Linked DNA regions of Mus musculus: regions 1, 2, 4, 5 and 6 are each linked to region 3. A link is a contact called in public promoter capture Hi-C data. All regions are on one chromosome and are shown on one strand. The core of a region is the stretch at or near the end of the contact, and the rest is flanking DNA. Distances in the headings are between cores, read along the strand shown. Region 1 holds the start of Insm1 (insulinoma-associated 1). Region 2 holds the start of Naa20 (N(alpha)-acetyltransferase 20, NatB catalytic subunit). Region 3 holds the start of Kif16bos (kinesin family member 16B, opposite strand). Region 4 holds the start of Kiz (kizuna centrosomal protein). Region 5 holds the start of Ralgapa2 (Ral GTPase activating protein, alpha subunit 2 (catalytic)). Region 6 holds the start of Xrn2 (5'-3' exoribonuclease 2).

Evidence for each region. Promoter capture Hi-C pulls out the DNA fragments that hold promoters and counts their contacts.
Region 1: a contact with region 3 is called in a promoter capture Hi-C map of pre-B cells, with 6 times the contacts expected there. The contact joins the promoter of Insm1 here to the promoter of Kif16bos in region 3. A contact is called at or near these places in 1 of 39 promoter capture datasets (pre-B cells) and 1 of 484 Hi-C or Micro-C datasets (embryonic stem cells).
Region 2: a promoter capture Hi-C map of pre-B cells shows a contact between it and region 3, with 4 times the contacts expected there. The contact joins the promoter of Naa20 here to the promoter of Kif16bos in region 3. A contact is called at or near these places in 2 of 39 promoter capture datasets (liver and pre-B cells) and 1 of 9 other capture datasets (liver).
Region 4: a promoter capture Hi-C map of pre-B cells shows a contact between it and region 3. The contact joins the promoter of Kiz here to the promoter of Kif16bos in region 3. A contact is called at or near these places in 1 of 39 promoter capture datasets (pre-B cells) and 1 of 484 Hi-C or Micro-C datasets (CD4 T cells).
Region 5: a promoter capture Hi-C map of pre-B cells shows a contact between it and region 3. The contact joins the promoter of Ralgapa2 here to the promoter of Kif16bos in region 3. A contact is called at or near these places in 1 of 39 promoter capture datasets (pre-B cells) and 1 of 484 Hi-C or Micro-C datasets (CD8 T cells).
Region 6: a promoter capture Hi-C map of pre-B cells shows a contact between it and region 3. The contact joins the promoter of Xrn2 here to the promoter of Kif16bos in region 3.

The regions. Positions count from the first base shown.
Region 1 is chr2:146,220,553-146,223,252 of GRCm38.p6, forward strand. It overlaps Insm1 (insulinoma-associated 1), which reads left to right and starts at 1,445. Exons shown (of 1, transcript NM_016889.3): 1 at 1,445-2,700. The coding sequence starts at 1,714.
Region 2 is chr2:145,901,888-145,904,587 of GRCm38.p6, forward strand. It overlaps Naa20 (N(alpha)-acetyltransferase 20, NatB catalytic subunit), which reads left to right and starts at 1,354. Exons shown (of 6, transcript NM_001141965.1): 1 at 1,354-1,475. The coding sequence starts at 1,423.
Region 3 is chr2:142,901,680-142,904,379 of GRCm38.p6, forward strand. Kif16bos (kinesin family member 16B, opposite strand) reads left to right here and starts at 1,286. Exons shown (of 2, transcript NR_131921.1): 1 at 1,286-1,562; 2 at 1,676-1,893.
Region 4 is chr2:146,854,447-146,857,146 of GRCm38.p6, forward strand. It overlaps Kiz (kizuna centrosomal protein), which reads left to right and starts at 1,434. Exons shown (of 14, transcript NM_001033298.4): 1 at 1,434-1,597. The coding sequence starts at 1,476.
Region 5 is chr2:146,510,727-146,513,426 of GRCm38.p6, forward strand. It overlaps Ralgapa2 (Ral GTPase activating protein, alpha subunit 2 (catalytic)), which reads right to left and starts at 1,278. Exons shown (of 41, transcript NM_001033348.3): 1 at 1,068-1,278. The coding sequence starts at 1,173.
Region 6 is chr2:147,011,704-147,014,403 of GRCm38.p6, forward strand. It overlaps Xrn2 (5'-3' exoribonuclease 2), which reads left to right and starts at 1,296. Exons shown (of 30, transcript NM_011917.3): 1 at 1,296-1,493. The coding sequence starts at 1,419.

The DNA of each region.
Region 1 (2,700 bases), core at 195-2,694, 3.3 Mb after region 3:
TATTTGTTCCCTGGTGAGGGGCTTCTTAGGGATCTACTTCTTTCCCCAAGAAAAGAACCTTCTGTGTTTTCTCAGCCATTAGCAGGGAAGAGATCCCTAGACAAGTTGCCGGGTCTGGGTCCAAATCTGGCGTCTAGTGTGGCGTGTGTGTACCAGGGGTGTCCTTCGTTGTTGTCTCTTGCCAGTGGCACGGGAGGAAGCGGCTGGTCCTCTCAGGCTGCAGGCTCCCTCTGAGGACAGATTGGCCACCCCCACCTCCCCACACCCCCGGCAGCACGCGTCTCTTTTGCGTCCAGATTGGCCGCGACCCGCGCTCAATAGCGGGAGGTTAATTTCCTTCACAAAGGTGAAGGGGGCACGACTCCGGGGGGGGGGGGCCCCCGCGCCCAGACAGGCGGTTGCTTTATTCCGCAGCGCCTTGATTGGAGCCCTTGATTTAGCATCTGATGTCAACCCACAGACAAAATGCCCGCTCAGAATGAAAATGCATGAGGCTGCGCAGAGGGTGAAAACCAACTTCACCGTGCGTGGCCCACTTGGGTCAACTCCACAGGCGTTGCCTACGCCCTGGACAGCGAGGAGGCTCCTGAAGCCTGGGTCCGACCCTGGCAAAGATGCCAATCCTCCGGCTTCAGGCATATTAGGGAAAGGAACGTAACTTCAGATATTCAAGTTCCTTTTGGAAGCCAGCCAGCAGGCCAGGGATGCAGCCTCGCATCCGAGGGCGATCGAAAACGTGCTATGCCAACAGTTTCTCCAACTCGAGAGAAGCTTTCGAGGCCCGCCGGCAGGTTGAGCCCGTGAGCCCAGACCCGGCGCTCCGCCGAAGCCCGCTGGCTCAACGTGTTTACTCTCTGAAGCCCGGGTTCCCGCGGCCAGAGCACGGTCGGGCCACTGGCTGTCCGGAGTTGAGTTGCGCGTTCCCCTTGCCGATGATTTTCCATACGACGCGCGGAGCTCCCGCGCCCTTCTCCCGCAGCAGCCGCGGCCCTCGGGTCGCCCCTGCCCCCACCCCATCAGCGCGCCCAATTTCCCCCTGGGCTCCGGCTCGCGGATTGAACCCTCCTGACATATTTGGGGCCATTCTTCTCCTTTGTTGCTATTTAGCTCGCGACCCGCGGGTAATCCTCGCGCGGGAGGGGGGCGCACATTGTCGTGCTGATGGACGGGCCCATTTGGCGGCTCCGCGCCCCCCGGAGGAGACACACAAAGCCCAGGCACGTGCGCCTCCCCATAGAGGAGCAGCAGACCGTGAAGGGAGGCGGGGCCGGGCGTGTGCCTGGGCCAGGCGGGGCGGCGGCGCCGGGCGCGGCGGGGCGGGGCGGGGCGGGGCGGCCGAGGGGCGCGCGCTGGGGCCCCGCGCCCTCAGGTACATCTGCCGCACCTACCGGGCGACCCTCGAGTCCCGGCCCCTTTTTTGCCGCTCCGTCGCCCTCCCGCCCTCGTCGGCGGAGGAGCTGCGGACGCTCTGATTGGCTCTGGGGGAAGCGGGAGGCGAGAACAATGGCCCCCTCCCCCCGTTAAAAGGGAGCGGCGCCCGGGCCCGGGGACAGGGACGCGCGTGCGGAGCGCAGAGCCGGGCCAGCAGCCGCGGGCACTGCGGGAGTCCCGAAGCCGCCGCGTGCAGGCGATGGGCTGGGGTCACTGAGGGCCGCCAGGGCCGAGCACGGAGGTGGGACCCAACCAGTGCGTCGCCCTTTTCACCGCGCCAACATGCCCCGCGGGTTTCTGGTGAAGCGCAGCAAGAAGTCCACGCCCGTGTCCTACCGGGTCCGCGGCGGCGAGGACAGTGACCGGGCGCTGCTGCTGTCACCCGGCTGCGGGGGCGCCCGCGCCGAGCCCCCGGTGCCCAGCCCCGGGCCGCTGCCGCCACCTCCGCCGCCGGCGCTCGCGGAGCGCGCCCATGCTGCGCTCGCCGCCGCGCTCGCCTGCGCGCCAGGCCCGCCGCCGCCACCCCCGCCAGGCCCGCGGGCCGCGCACTTCGGCAACCCCGAGGCTGCGCACCCGGCGCCTCTCTACAGTCCCACGCGGCCGGTGAGCCGCGAGCACGAGAAGCACAAGTACTTCGAGCGCAGCTTCAACCTGGGCTCGCCGGTGTCCGCTGAGTCCTTCCCCACGCCCGCCGCGCTGCTCGCAGGGGGAGGCAGCGGCGCCAACGGCGCTGGCGGCGGCGGCGGCGGCACCTGCGGCGGAGACGCGCTGCTCTTCGCTCCCGCCGAGCTCAAGATGGGCACTGCGTTCTCCGCCGGCGCCGAGGCGGCCCGGGGTCCTGGGACCGGTCCTCCACTGTCCCCCGCCGCGGCCCTGCGGCCCCCGGGCAAGCGACCGGCGCCCCCCGCCGCTGTCGCTACAGAGCCGCCCGCCAAGGCAGCCAAGGCCCCGAGCGCCAAAAAGCCGAAGGCCATCCGCAAGCTGCACTTCGAGGACGAGGTGACCACGTCGCCGGTTCTGGGGCTCAAGATCAAGGAGGGCCCGGTGGAGGCGCCGCGGGGTCGCGCGGGGGGCGCGACCCGACCCCTGGGCGAGTTCATCTGCCAGCTGTGCAAGGAGGAGTACGCTGACCCGTTCGCGCTGGCGCAGCACAAGTGCTCGCGCATCGTGCGCGTGGAGTACCGCTGCCCAGAGTGCGCCAAGGTCTTCAGCTGCCCGGCCAACCTGGCCTCGCACCGCCGCTGGCACAAACCACGGCCGGTGCCCGCG
Region 2 (2,700 bases), core at 104-2,603, 3.0 Mb after region 3:
TATATATATACTTTCGGGCCTGTCATACCCATGTTTACAATTATTCATTGTATAATTTACTTCATCAGGCTTAGAGACAAAGCTTGGCGAGGAGCCACTGGGACTACCTGCTCTTTCAACCATTTGCTTTCTTCTCCACCACACCTGGCCCTCAGGTTTGGCCAAGGAATTCCCAAGACACCTGCGGAGCAACTGAGTCCCAAAGGAGTTGGGGATGTGAGTCTGCTGTAATGTAGGCATCTCGCTGAGTTGGATTGGTTTGAGCTCAGCAGCATGTTCTCCAGGACCACCCCAACTGCTGGTAAGGAGAAGAGGGGAAGGCAGCTTCACAGCCCGACAGTACATAGTCTCCTCAGTCACTGGGTCTATGCCGTGGAGACGCTGGGCTGGTGCTTAAAATGTAGCAGGCCAGATGAAAGAATGTAATTCCTAATGGTTAACTTTCAACTTAGACATGAGATAATGTTTCATTTGGTTATTTGGAAACATGTTTGGATTACTTTGATAGCTCTATCATCTTGTATGCATGTATTTGAGACGGTCACACTATGTGTCCTTGACTGGCCTGGAACTCACTATATAGACCAGGGTTTTCGAGGCTCACTAACAGCCTCTTGTCTCTGTCTCCTTACTACTGGGATTACAGGTGTAAGGCACTATTCCTGGCTTGATCTGCTCTTTAATCACACATTTATTAAAATCAGCATCGAAAACAAATAGTTCTGATCATTTTTCTCTCGGATTAAAATAAACTGCAAATATATGGACCAGATTTCAAAGTCTTATTGCCAAAATAAGATAAGATATTCACATTTTTTATACAGATAATCTTTCTTTCTTTCTTTCTTTCTTTCTTTCTTTCTTTCTTTCTCTTTCTCTCTCTCTCTCTCTCTCTCTCTTTCTTTCTTTCTTTCTTTCTTTCTGTTCTTCCTTCCTTCCTTTCTTTTTCTTCCTCTCTCTCTCTTTCTCTCCCTCCCTCTCTCCCTCCTTTCCTTCCTTCTTTCCTTCCTTTCTTCTAAATAATTTTAATGTGCTAGAAAATTTAAGGTCACATCCCTGGTTCATGACAGTGGTTGAGAGAAGAGGCCCTGAGCCATCCTTTTAGGGATCACTTCCTAACTCACCCTGTGAAGCATCTTTGTAGTTTTGAAGCTTGCTTTTACGATTTGGCTCTCTGACTCCAGCTTCTTTCTCCTTGTTACTACTCTGCCTACTTTTTGGAAAGGGTCTGCGGGGCGCGGATCATTAAGGCAATTGCTGATTTCAGCCGCCAGAGAGAGCTACGACGCTACTCTTGTTGCCCAGCAACCTCTGGTCCGGAAGTAGTTCTTTGTCCCACCCCATGGCGGCCGCGGGCGCGAGTACTTCCGGTAGTGCGGGCGCGGGGTCGCGCCGAGCGGGTTGGAGGCTGGCGGCGGCGCAATGACCACGCTCCGGGCCTTCACCTGCGACGACCTGTTCCGCTTCAACAACATGTGAGTGAGGCACGGCCGGCCTCTGTCTTCGCGGCGCGGGACGGGGTCAGCCTCGCGGGGCCGTGGGCCGGGTGGACGCTGCGCGGGCGCGCTGACCGGTGACCTTGGCCGAGGCGCGGCGCTCCCGGTGCGCCCGGGATGATGCGGAGCCGGGCTGGACACCCCGCGCCCGCTCCCTGAGGCGGCCTCACTGCGGAGGGAGGGCGGGGAAGGAGCGCGGTCCTGGTTAAATTGTATCCCAGTGAAGTAACCTTGCGATGCTCCGGGCCCTCTCAGCAAGTTGTGGTTTGTGCTTGGTAGTTACAGTAGCGGAGCGCCCAAAGTAGACTGCCTTGGGTTTTTTTCTTTTTCTCTTAAAAAAAAAAAAAAAAAAAAAAAAAAGACAGGGTTCATTTCGTATCCCTGGGCTCCAGGAACTCTCTGTAGACGAGGCTGGCCTAAACCTCACAGATATGTCTTCCTGTCTTACTAGTGCTGGGATTAAAGGCATGCCCCACCACACCCAGCTAGACTACATTTTTTTTTTTTTGGTTGGGGATCCAATGTACTGAAGACTCCCCGGTGCTGTGTGGTTTCTTTTCAGTCCAAAATTTAAAAACCCGTGATTTGCCGTTCTCCCCTTCTCGCTTTTTAAAAAGAAAAAAAAATTTAGTTTGGAATCCAAATTATGACCATTTAAAAAGCTCAGCATTTCACCGCGAACTCCTGTAGACACATGACCTCGGTTATTTGCTTGATATAACGTAGTAAGAAGTATGGACCGGAAGGTTTAGGTAACAGAAGGGAAGAAACTCTGGGATGATGGACATTTCAAAGAGGGGATGAACCTTGATGAAGGAAATTTGGCAAGGAGGAAACTCTGGAGAAGGCTGCAGGAAAATGGAGTGTGAAGCAGGGTAGGCCTTTGCTTCAGGTGAAGCCAGGTTTAATTATCGTGTTTAATTGGTTCAGATCCGATCTTGTGAGATTTCGGTTAGGTCCCGCTTGTGTTGAATCCTCTGTGCATTTTAGTACTTGTGGCAGGCGCTCATGTAATAATAGGCCCTTAAATCTTCACAAATTCTGTCATGTGCTGATGTCCTCAGTTTCTGGGTGAGGGAAGGGATTGCACACACAGAACCCTGACGTGGAGTAGGTGGAGACTGGCCCTGGTGGTTGTTAAAAAATTGGTCCCATGGAGCTGGAGATGGTTCAGTTGTTAAAAGTACTGGGTGCTCTTCCAGAG
Region 3 (2,700 bases), core at 36-2,535:
CAATGGCAACCGGCTGTGCTGTCTCTAACTCGGAAAGTCAAACCCAGTCAGGCCCAGGACGATCACTGCATTTAGAGCATTCTCAAGGAAACCGAGGAATGGACTACCGAAAACGAGCATTGCAACCAATAACATGGTCCTGACTTTATACGGCCCGTGCTCGTCAACTCATCTGTCTTGTTGAGAAGCGAAAGGTCGTGGAGAACTCTGAGGGACTGCTCTGTTTCTTCAAAGAGTTCTAAGCATGTGTTCTGAACCACAAAATTTAGGGTACCAAGAAAACAAAGGATCGAGGATTTTTTTAGGCAGATAGAAATGTCGTTATATTGGTTGGAATCATATCTAAAGGGAGTTTTTGCATTTTGGGGACAGTTTAGCAATTTAACTTTAGTCATTGGATCAAAAGTGAGGACACCCGCTTTCTTCTTTCTTTCTTTCTTTCTTCTTCTTCTTCTTCTTCTTCTTCTTCTTCTTCTTCTTCTTCTTCTTCTTCTTCTTCTTCTTCTTCTTCTTCTTCTTCTTCTCCTTCTCCTCCTCCTCCTCCTCCTCCTCCTCCTCCTCCTCCTCCTCCTCCTCCTCCTCCTTCTCCTCCTTCTCCTCCTTCTCCTTCTCCTTCTTCTTCTTATTCTTCCCTTTTTTTTTATGAGCTAAAGCCCCTGGCATCAGTGATTTCTTACCGGGCTATCTCCCTGTAAATTCATTCAGTTAACCCTATGCCTTCACCTGTAAGTCACCTGCTGGACACAAAAACTCCAGTATCAACTATCTTCCTCCTGCCCCAGTCAGGGTCGCTCAAAACTTACAGACCAGCCTTCCTCCTGGACCCTGATCTCCTGCCTTTGCACTTGCTGATGGAGTATAAAGCAAGCCTACTGACTTGCTCCTCCTCACCCTCGAGGTCTCTAACGACCACAATGGAACATTCTGTCCTCAAGACCAGCATATCCCCGCTATTATTTCACTCCCGGGCAGATGACTTCGGTTCAAATGGTCTCTAGAAAGCTTAGATGTGATGCTGCTTAAGTCCCTGAGGGGAGCCGAAAAAGTCTCCCGGGTTTTTGGCTCGAACTCCAATACTAGCTTTGAGTCTTCCAGTCTGCCTCGCCTGCTAAACTGGAACTCCAAGGGTTTAATAATAGACTAAGTGAAATAATACGACGGCCAATGTGTGGTCCACTAGTACCAGGAGTCCTCATCTCAGCTTTCCTAGAACCCTTCAAGGTAGGGTAGAATCAGAACGTCCCCTTTGTTCGGAGTCCTACAAAGCCTGGACTAAGGCGCTTACAAGTTTAGAAATGGGCGCAGAGTCAGCCAATCAAGGGCGGGAAAACTCGGAGGGTTGAAAATGGGGCGCATGCGCAATAGCAGAAGCAGCGGGCGGGTCCAGGCACAGCCGCCAGCCAGGCTGCACCCGGCTGTGGCAGCCACGGGCAGGGGCGGAGCCCGCCGTATATGGGAGCTGCTTGGGGACAAACTGTGTAGGGTGCGCTCTCGGGCGGGCAGGGCTTCAACACCCTACCAGCTGTAGAGTCGCTGAGAGCAACCAAGACAACCAAGAACAGGTGTGCGAATTCTGCACTCAACTGCAAATCACTTGTTAATGTGAGTTCCTGTTCCTGGAGGTTTTGCTTGTCCAGTTTGGGCTTATGCAGGCCATTCTATCCATAATTTCCAGCAGCCTACACGTGTACATAATCCTCTGATTCCAACACCACCTTGCGATTTGACACAACCGACAAAGTGCTGCGGCCCACGGAACACGAACAGCAAGCCTGCGGATTTTAAACTAGAAGCAGCGAGGTTTCTCGCCAGAGAAATGACTGAACAGCCACCCCTTGATTAATTTACTCTCTGCACCAAGAAAAATGAATAAACAGGAAGGTTTTTAAGGGCTTGCTCATCTTCTCAAATTCCAATGAATCTCTGGTACCCCTTTCATTTGTTTCTGTCTTTAGAAATTTTAGACTTTTTAAAGTCTTCCAGGACTTAACCTGCACAGAAGCTTCCTCCGGAAGTCAAGTGTGAGGCTCCCCGCGTGAGGCTCCCCATTGACTAACTGCTAAGCACAGCATCAGTTTGGTAAGGACAACTGCCAGGAGAACTGTTACTCAGAAGAATCACCAAATAAAGTCTCTTAAAGCTCCTGAACGTGTATGGGGGGGGGGGGATTACCTCTATATAGTCTCCTCTAATTAAAATAAAATGTGCAGCTGTAGTAACATCTGAAATTTTGATGATACTGGAAATCACAGATATTTAGGGACTGTTGCAGCTCTCTCAGATTGTTCTTCCTTTTTTATTTTGACTTTGAAATTAGGCCAGTTGTGAAGCTGATACTATAACTTGTTATTTAACAAAAGGACACATAACTTCATTATATTTATTTTCTATACTGTGGTTCTTGTTCAGAAACATTGGTTTTTGTTTTGGATCTCATATCGTTTACATGATGGATGTAAAACAGTTATTCTGGGGCTGGAGCGATGACTCTTGCCAGTTAAGAGCACTTGATGCTTTTGCAGAGGATGGGGACTCCGTTCTCCGCTCCTACATCGGGCAGTTTACAACCATCTGTAACTCTAGGTGATCGAATGTTCTTTCCCAGCCTCTGCCAGCACAGGTGCACACTACACACACACATTCAAAAGTAAGTCAGGCATGAATATGTAAAGGCGTGTGTGTGTGTGTGTGTGTGTGTGT
Region 4 (2,700 bases), core at 184-2,683, 4.0 Mb after region 3:
CCTGAGATTACATGGATATATTCTACCTTTCAGCATTTAGGCAGACAGTATGAGGAAGGAAGGATAGGCAAAATCATAATTTAGGGTTGCTGACTTGACCATTTCGTTGCTTCCCCTAATGCCAGTATGGTACTATAAGTCAGAGCGCAATGGACATGTGCAGTGTATAGTGAGCATGTTATAGTGGGACAAGACACGGACACATGCCGTCAGAAGCAGCTTAGATTTATTATGCCTTGATTTTTCAATTGAGTTTTGGTCATTACACATTCAGGAACGGTTTACTGTTGCTGAACTTTTTGACACACAGCTCCCTATCCCTAACCCATTCAGATATGGTGCAATCCCCATGGAGTCCTGACACACTATTAAAGAAATGTTGGTGTCAGGGATGCTTTGCATGAAAATAAAACTACCGACTTGAGAAAAGAGACATAAAATTAAAAGTCTAGGATAAGGAACCACATTGACTACAAGTACGTGTGTACATTTTTTTTTTTTTAATTTCCTATTCCAAGTGGGTTTTAGAATCCAGTTGTCTTTCTTCAGGAAGCCTTTTGCCATGTTGATGGAGGCAAGAATAAAGACTGATTCTGTTCTGGGCCTTTATAACCAGTAGTTCCTCTGAACTGATCTAAGGTTAAGTTAGTCTTGCTGTAATAGTCTGCCCAATTCACTCTGGGGCACCTAGGCTTTTTGTATGGTCACAGCTGAGTTGTGGGACATAGGGTTTATGCCAATGTAGTCTGGCTGGGGGCCTTGTTGGAGAATTGACTGCAGAAGTAAACGGTTTGATTCACAAGGACCTAGTTAGAAACCAAATCTTTCTCCCCTGAAAGGGCTGATGGCAACCTGAGCATTGAAAAACATTCCAGCGTGGGATGGCATATTTGGTTTCTTTGTTTGTTTGTTTTATTTTGTTTGGGGGTGGGGTTTGGTGTTTTGAGACTAGGTTTCTCTGTGTTGTCTTTGTTGTCCTGGAACTCACTCTGTAAATTAGACTGGCCTCGAACTCAGAATTCCTACTGCCTCTGCCCGTAGTGCTGAGATCAAGGGCATATTTGCGGTTCTTAAATTTTGTTTTCTTCTAGCTTTTTGTTTTGCTTTCTAAGTGCTGGTATCAAAACAATCTTGTCACAGGGTCTCTCACTGCAAATTCTAGGAAGGTAAATAAGAAACTGCATCTGATAAAATGAATGCGTGTAGGACGGATTCTGTAGGGGAAGAGAAACACAGCGGTAGCAGAGAGAACGTGACACAGCTCCCTTGTCTTCTCCCTGTACCACCAGGGCTGCTCCACCCTTGCCAGTCTCTCTGTCTTCGCCCCTCCCGGACCCACACCGCGGCTAACCCCGCCTCCTCGGCGCCCCGCCCTTCGCCCCGCCCTCTTCAGGCCGCTAGGCGCCTTGTTTACCCGCGGTGCATGTTGGGGCGGTCTCCTTGGGCAACGCTGGCCCGCCAGCTGCCCTGTGGCAATGCCGCGAGGGCGCGGTGGCGGTGGTGGTGGCCTGCGCCAGGCCTCCGCCACCTCTGCGCCCTTGGCGAGCCCCAGCTACTACGAAAGGGTGGGCCAGCTCCAGCAGGCTCTGCGGGACAGGTACGGCCGCGGGACGGGGCAGGGAGTCAGCGGCGCCACTGAGAGCATCGGGGTACGGTGTCCGGCCCACTTCCCGCCAGTGGTTCACTAGTGTTGGAACTCGCCTGCGACCCCCAACTAGCCCCAGAAGGGGTTAGGAGCACAACTTTACCACGGATGCCCCTTGTTTGAAAGCGCAGAGAGACTGTAATCTCTCATGACAACCAAAGCCAGGTCCCTCAGCCTGCGGATGCGGCCGGAAGTGAGAGTGGGAGTTTTTTTGCCTGCCAGTCTTGATCAAACCTTGTGAATTTCTTTAGTCCTCTCTAGTCCTACATGCCCCCTCCTCACTCTCTCTTCAAGTTGTCATCCTACTTTGACAGCCGCACTGCATCAAAGATGACAGGTCCAGGAACGCAGGCTGGAATGGTGTGTGTGTGTGTGTGTGTGTGTGTGTGTGTGTGTGTGTGTGTGTGTGTGTGTGTGTGTTTGCGCGCGCGCTGTAGTCTTTTAGAAGTGTCTGGGGCTGACTAAATTTCTAGTAAAAGGATGAAATTTTCAACGGGTTCAGCTTCGAGGGTTGGGATTGCCTTTGATTAAGACATGAAAGATGAGAACCATTGGAAAAAGCTAGATCTAAGAATGCATAAATAGAAAAAAGTACAAAGCAATTGACTATAAATAACCACATGGAAAGATAAGTTGTTGGAACACTTATTTAGCTGCCAAATTAATTGGACTTAGAAATCTCATTAGTTGACAAGAAAGGAAATAGATTTTTGGATCTTTTGATAAACAAAACATTTAGTGGGTGTTAAAGTTACAGAATCATTCAGAAGGAACAGGAGGGCTGTAACAATTCTAAGATCATAACAGTAATTGCAGGTGAGGTAAAGTAAGTGATTTTTCAAAGGAATTGCATCTTACACTAGACTTAATTTTTGCCAATTACTTGTTAAGTAACTCCCACGGGCCCTAACTCTTCTTTCCGTGTTTTATCTTCTTTCTACATCCGTTTTTTTTTTTTTTTTTTCCTTCTGACACAGTCCTGCTCACCTACTCTAGGGATCTCTTAATCTCCCACTTAAGAAAAAAAAAATTAACCATTTAGGCGTATGTTGGTG
Region 5 (2,700 bases), core at 28-2,527, 3.6 Mb after region 3:
TCAACAGTATACATATGTAGAAGAAACCTGTCTTTTCCTTGGCCCCCAAATACAGATAAGTCTGTCCAGACAGACAGAAGATAGAACTAATGCATAGCCTAGCCAAGCTACACATCACCAGCATCAGATAACCTGTGGACACTTCACACCCACAGGGGAGAGCTTTCAAGCCATCACAAGTCAATTCCAGGCCCACTTGGGCTCTGCAGAACCTCCACCCTGCAGGCCATGAATAGGGAAGGCAAAAGGGAGTAATGGTTGTCACTCTGATGATAAGGGAGAAGCTGCCTCCCTGGACCCAAAGAAAGCCTAGCTTCCTCTGATCAGAGCCCCCTTCACACCAAAGACCCAAGGAAACAGCTATCAGCCGGACCCTTCCATCCTCCCTCCCCCAACCCCCAAAAAATGTAAATTTAAAAGAGAGAAGGGCAGGAGAGAAGAAATGACATCTAATCTGTCCTGGGGTCAGCTGAAATCAATCCTACCTAAAGTCTTACACTCAAACATAGTAACATTTTAAAAGGAGAGTGAGTGAGAGATGGTAGTTCAACGAAGTCTGTGATGGGACCACATGAGCTATTGGTCTAACCCAAGTTGTCAAGAATTTAAATTTTTAGAATGGGAGAGGGAGAGGGAGGTGGCAGAGAGGAGGTGGCAGAGAGGTAGGGCTGCGTGTGCGTGTGTGTGTGTGTGTGTGTGTGTGTGTGTGTGTGTGTGTGTGTGTGTTCAAGCCCGCCCCACTTGTGCTTGGTTTATTTCCTGGAGAGGACAGCTTATAGTCACCTCTGTGCCTGCTCTCAGGCACAGAGGTTACCCGAGGCTAGGCACCCAAAAGAGAATCCTGGCTAAGTTTACACTTGGGACGACAGAGCAGCGCCCAGGGCCAACGTACAGCCTTCAGGAACAATGCCTCAAGGGTCCCGATCTAGGCTAGCAAAGGTCGGCTGCGCACCATTCCCAGCTCTCTACATCACTCGGACCTGAGACCCCATCAGGCCCACGCCGCGGGTGGGACCCGGCCCTCCCGGCAGGTGGCTCTGACCCACAGCCCACGCCCCACGCCTCACCCAGCAGCGCCCGCAGGTGCTTCAGGCGGGTCAGCACGTCCTTCTTGGGGTCCAGCACCTTCTGCGTGGACTTTTTCACATCTCCGTGGCTCCTTCGGGAGAACATCCCGCCGCGGTAAGCCTGGGCCCCGCCGGCGGGGCAGGAGGCGCCTGCGCCGCACGAGTCACTGCATAGGGTCGCGACGGGCGCGTGTCGCTCCGGCCACAAGCCGCCCCCCTCCCGGCCGCCTCGCCGCCTCAGCCTCAGCGGAGGCTCCAGGAAGGAGGGGCGGGCCGAACGGTCAGGGGCGGGGCAGGAAGGCGGTGTCGATGCGAAACCCTCGGCCCCGCCCCACGGGTGCCTCTGGTCCGCCCTCCGGCGCGACGCACGCGCACATCCCGGACTGTTCACGCACTAGGAGCCTGAGGCTAGGAACCTCGCGGGGACGCGCGCCCAGCTTCGAGTCTGCGCAGTGACCTCCAATCAGATTGCGGTGTTTTCCATATGACCAGGACCGCGAGCTCCCGCCCCTATATGGGCCGCAAGTGCTCCCGGGAACTGTAGTCCCCACAAGACGAAGCGCAGCGACCTGCTTTCCAGAGTGCTAGATGCCACCCTTGAAACTCACACTCCCTCCCCTCTACTGCCTGGCCTGCGTACCTACCCCTCCCAACCCCCCACTCTCTCACAGACACACACAAAGTAAGAAAAGCTGTAGGACTTTTAAATTTTGAAAACTATTTCTAGATTTTTTTTTTTTTTTTTTACTTCTGGATTCACACTAAGGAGCAAGACAAAGCACGTGTGGCCATGTCAAAATCTGATCTCTAATTTCACACTAAAGTAAATAAATGGCTTTGGTAGCAGAGAAGAGTGGGCCTGTTGTCCAGTGAGGTCCACTCAGTCCCCAAGGCATCTGGAACCCAATCTCAAGTGCAGAGGTCAGTCTTGCCTCTTGCTTTGCGGATAGAGCTCCTGGGTTATGCAAGGCCTCATAGCAATCCAATAACAGAACCAGAAATAGAACCTGAAGGACCTGACTCTCGGGCCAACATGCTTTTTAAGGCCAGATGCCTATTCACTGAAGCAAGACTTTAAGACAGAAGATGCTCAAATGATTTCTTACCAGAAAACTGACTATATAATTGTTTATTATCATCTGGATCCCCAAGGTTTGATATTTTGGCTTTATTAGCAAGTACCTAAAGAGGCACCTTAGAATCACATGTTTTTCATCCAAATAGGCATAATCCAAGAGTCTTTTTCTCTAGTGGAGGAAAGTGCTAGAAATGTACACACCCTTGTATTAAGCTTGGTATTTGATCTCTACAGGCACTCAATAAACTCATTAAGTTAAAAAAAAAAAAAGATGATAAAGCAGCCCTACACATTTCAACTCAGCATGCAAAAACTTCTCCGTTCTGGTAAATTCTATTTTTAGAGTTATCAAAATAGCATGGCTACGACTAAGATATACCCAAAGGAACAGTATTTAGCCAAAAAAACAAAACAAAACAAAACAAAACAGACTACAGACAGATCACCTAACAGCAGAAATCTCACAGACCTAGAGATGTAATCTCCATGCCTAGGATGATGGGAGAGCTGTTGCGCCTCCTGCATCCCCAGATGACATCATAGATGAAGGCCATA
Region 6 (2,700 bases), core at 46-2,545, 4.1 Mb after region 3:
CTAGGGGGGATTCAGGGAAGAGACTTTCAAGCTTGAGCAAATGGGCAGATACCTCCCTCCTCTTTCTAGACTTCTTTCATATGCTGCAGGTGGGATGGGGGATATGACAGGGTACATTTGAAGCCACCAGAAAAGAAGGGATACAAATATCATGTTGGTTGAGAACAGAGGATTAAATGACCCTTGGTTAAAGTGAAATACAAGCAGTATGAATAAGCAAGCAATTTAGCTCTTTGATAACCCGTTATCTGTGTTACAAAAACAAAAAACCAAACCCCCCCCAAAAACGGTAGAGCAAGACCACAGGATGGGTGGAGTTGTTACACTGTGCCTGACTCAGGCAAACAATCACTGCCTCAAGGCCAGGCTGTTACTGCCCACATAGAAACAGGCTTCCTCAAAACAAGCCCCTTTTAGCTTTTTACTTTCCTGCCTGCTGCATGCACGTAATCTAATAAACTGCTTTTTCTGTTTGGAGAATATTTTTTACACTGGAGTCACCCAAATGACACGGCCAGCCAGCACAGAAGGCTCAACTGGTGATTAAATAAGAAAATTCTTTAGTTCCTTGCCTAAGCACATCACAGGTACTCAATAAATGCTAGAACGTGATATTAGCAAATTTTGGCTAGACTCTGCAACTGTTTAAAGTGACCTCGTTGGGCTGAGAGATGGCTCAGCAGTAAAGCGTTCATGCTGTTTTTCCAAAGTAGAGTTTGATTGCTGGCAGCCACAGCAGGCTGAATACTGCTGTTTGTAACTCCAGCTCCAGGGGATTTGAAACCTCTGGCCTCCACAGGTACCAGCACTCGTTCACAAAGCCACATGTACATATACACACATTGCGTAACTAAAAATAAATCTTAAACATATTTTTAAAAAGTTGCTTATGCAAAGCAGATTTTAAAAAAAAATTGCAAAACACTTGAGGATGCTTTTTCATAGTTCGGCCAGGCACAGCAGCATAGAAATGAGAGAAACCAGGAAATGGAAACTAGAGTGTAGATGCTTCTATTCAGCTCAAGACTGATTGTGAGAAAGGAAGTAAGATAGGCCACGCCTTTCCAAAGTCTCGGCCACACAAGGACTTTGCGGCTGCGGGCCTAATGTGGCCGGCGCTCTTGGCTGGATTGCCGGAGAAGGCATCCGCCAGGAGTCGGCTCTCAAAGGCTTTACCAGAGAACGCGGCGAGCCAGGTCTACAGCTCGCCCAGCCGGGCCTCCACTCCGGCAGTCTAAATGAACTTCCACTTAACCGAGCTCCTTTCCCTGCATCCCCCGCGGTGGTGGTATGACGTAACTTCCGGCCGCTGAACGCACGTGGGAGGAAGTGCTGGTGCCCGCGGCTGCCGCTCCTGCTAGTCTCGTTGGTTACACTCTCCCGCTGGCCCGGCTGCTGTTTCGAGCTGCCCGCTGGTCATGGGAGTCCCGGCGTTCTTCCGCTGGCTCAGCCGCAAGTACCCGTCCATCATTGTCAACTGCGTGGAGGAGAAGGTGAGGAGGCGGCCAGTACGCCGGAGTGGGGACCCGGCGTGGCAGGTCTAGGCCGAGGCCCTCGGGGATGGGCGCCCGCCCCAAGCTGCCTCACGGGCCGCTTCGCGGGTTCGCGGTTCCGGAGGCGGTCTGGGCGGAGCGAGGGCGAGTAGGGGGCTTTGGGGGCTTGGGCGGCTCCTCCCCCGCCTGCGAAGCGGGGCACCCCAGGCTCCGCCCACGGCTTTGTTCCCTCCGCGCCGCTCACTGAGCTCCAAAGGGCGCCCAGGCTAGTCAGCCCCCCTAGCGCGGGCAGCAAGGTTGGCAGGGTAGGGACCGCTGGTTGGTCCACTGTCTTGAGCCCGGAGTTCCCGTTGGCTGGATCGCTTGTTTTCCACCCGAGCCTGGCCATTTGTTGCAGTTAAGCGTGCGCGGGCAGCAGCTAGTTACGAAGGACTAGGCTAGGGGAGCGCTCTTTCTCCCTGGCGGGCTTTGCTGTACGAATGCCGGGCAGCTCGCTGTGTTTCACTTCCTGCCTCCGTTAGTTTGCTAGTTTACAGGCAGACTTTTAAGTCGTTCCGATTCGTGAGTGTTGCTTTTGTCGTTCGCGTAATTCTGTCGAGTTCGACTTTGTACTCTAAGTTAGAATTTCTGGATTGGAAAAGTTCCGGGCACATGTGTCCCCTCCCACTTTCGGCTTTAGAACCGCCTCTCTCCAAGAACCTATTTCTCCCGCTGAAGTTATTTACTTTCTCACTTCCTGTCTTAGAAGAAACCAAAAGCTTTGTTTTGGTGACAATCCTAGTATATTTTTGTGTTCTCCAAAGACAAATTGCTAAGCTGAACCATTATTTCTTTATAAACATTGTGTTCTCCTGGGGGGGGGGGGTCTTCCAAAGGGAGAGCCACTTTTTCGTAACAGACACTTTGAACTGTTTTGGTTGTGTCTCTTAATATGGTTAAGTTTGATTTATCGGTTTTAGGTCTATCTAATTTTGGGTAGAAGAGGAATTAGCTATTTATTCACCACCACCCCAGTTTTTCTAATGCTAATCCATAAATCTGACGGTAAAATTTGTAATTTAACGGAGAACTCGTTTAAACGTATATCGGGCCAAGGCGTGGCACATACTTTTACTCCCAGCACTTGGGAGAGAGGTAGGCTTGAGTTTTGGAGGTCAGCCAGATATACACAGAGTTCAAAGCAAACCAAGGCTTACGTAATGAGACC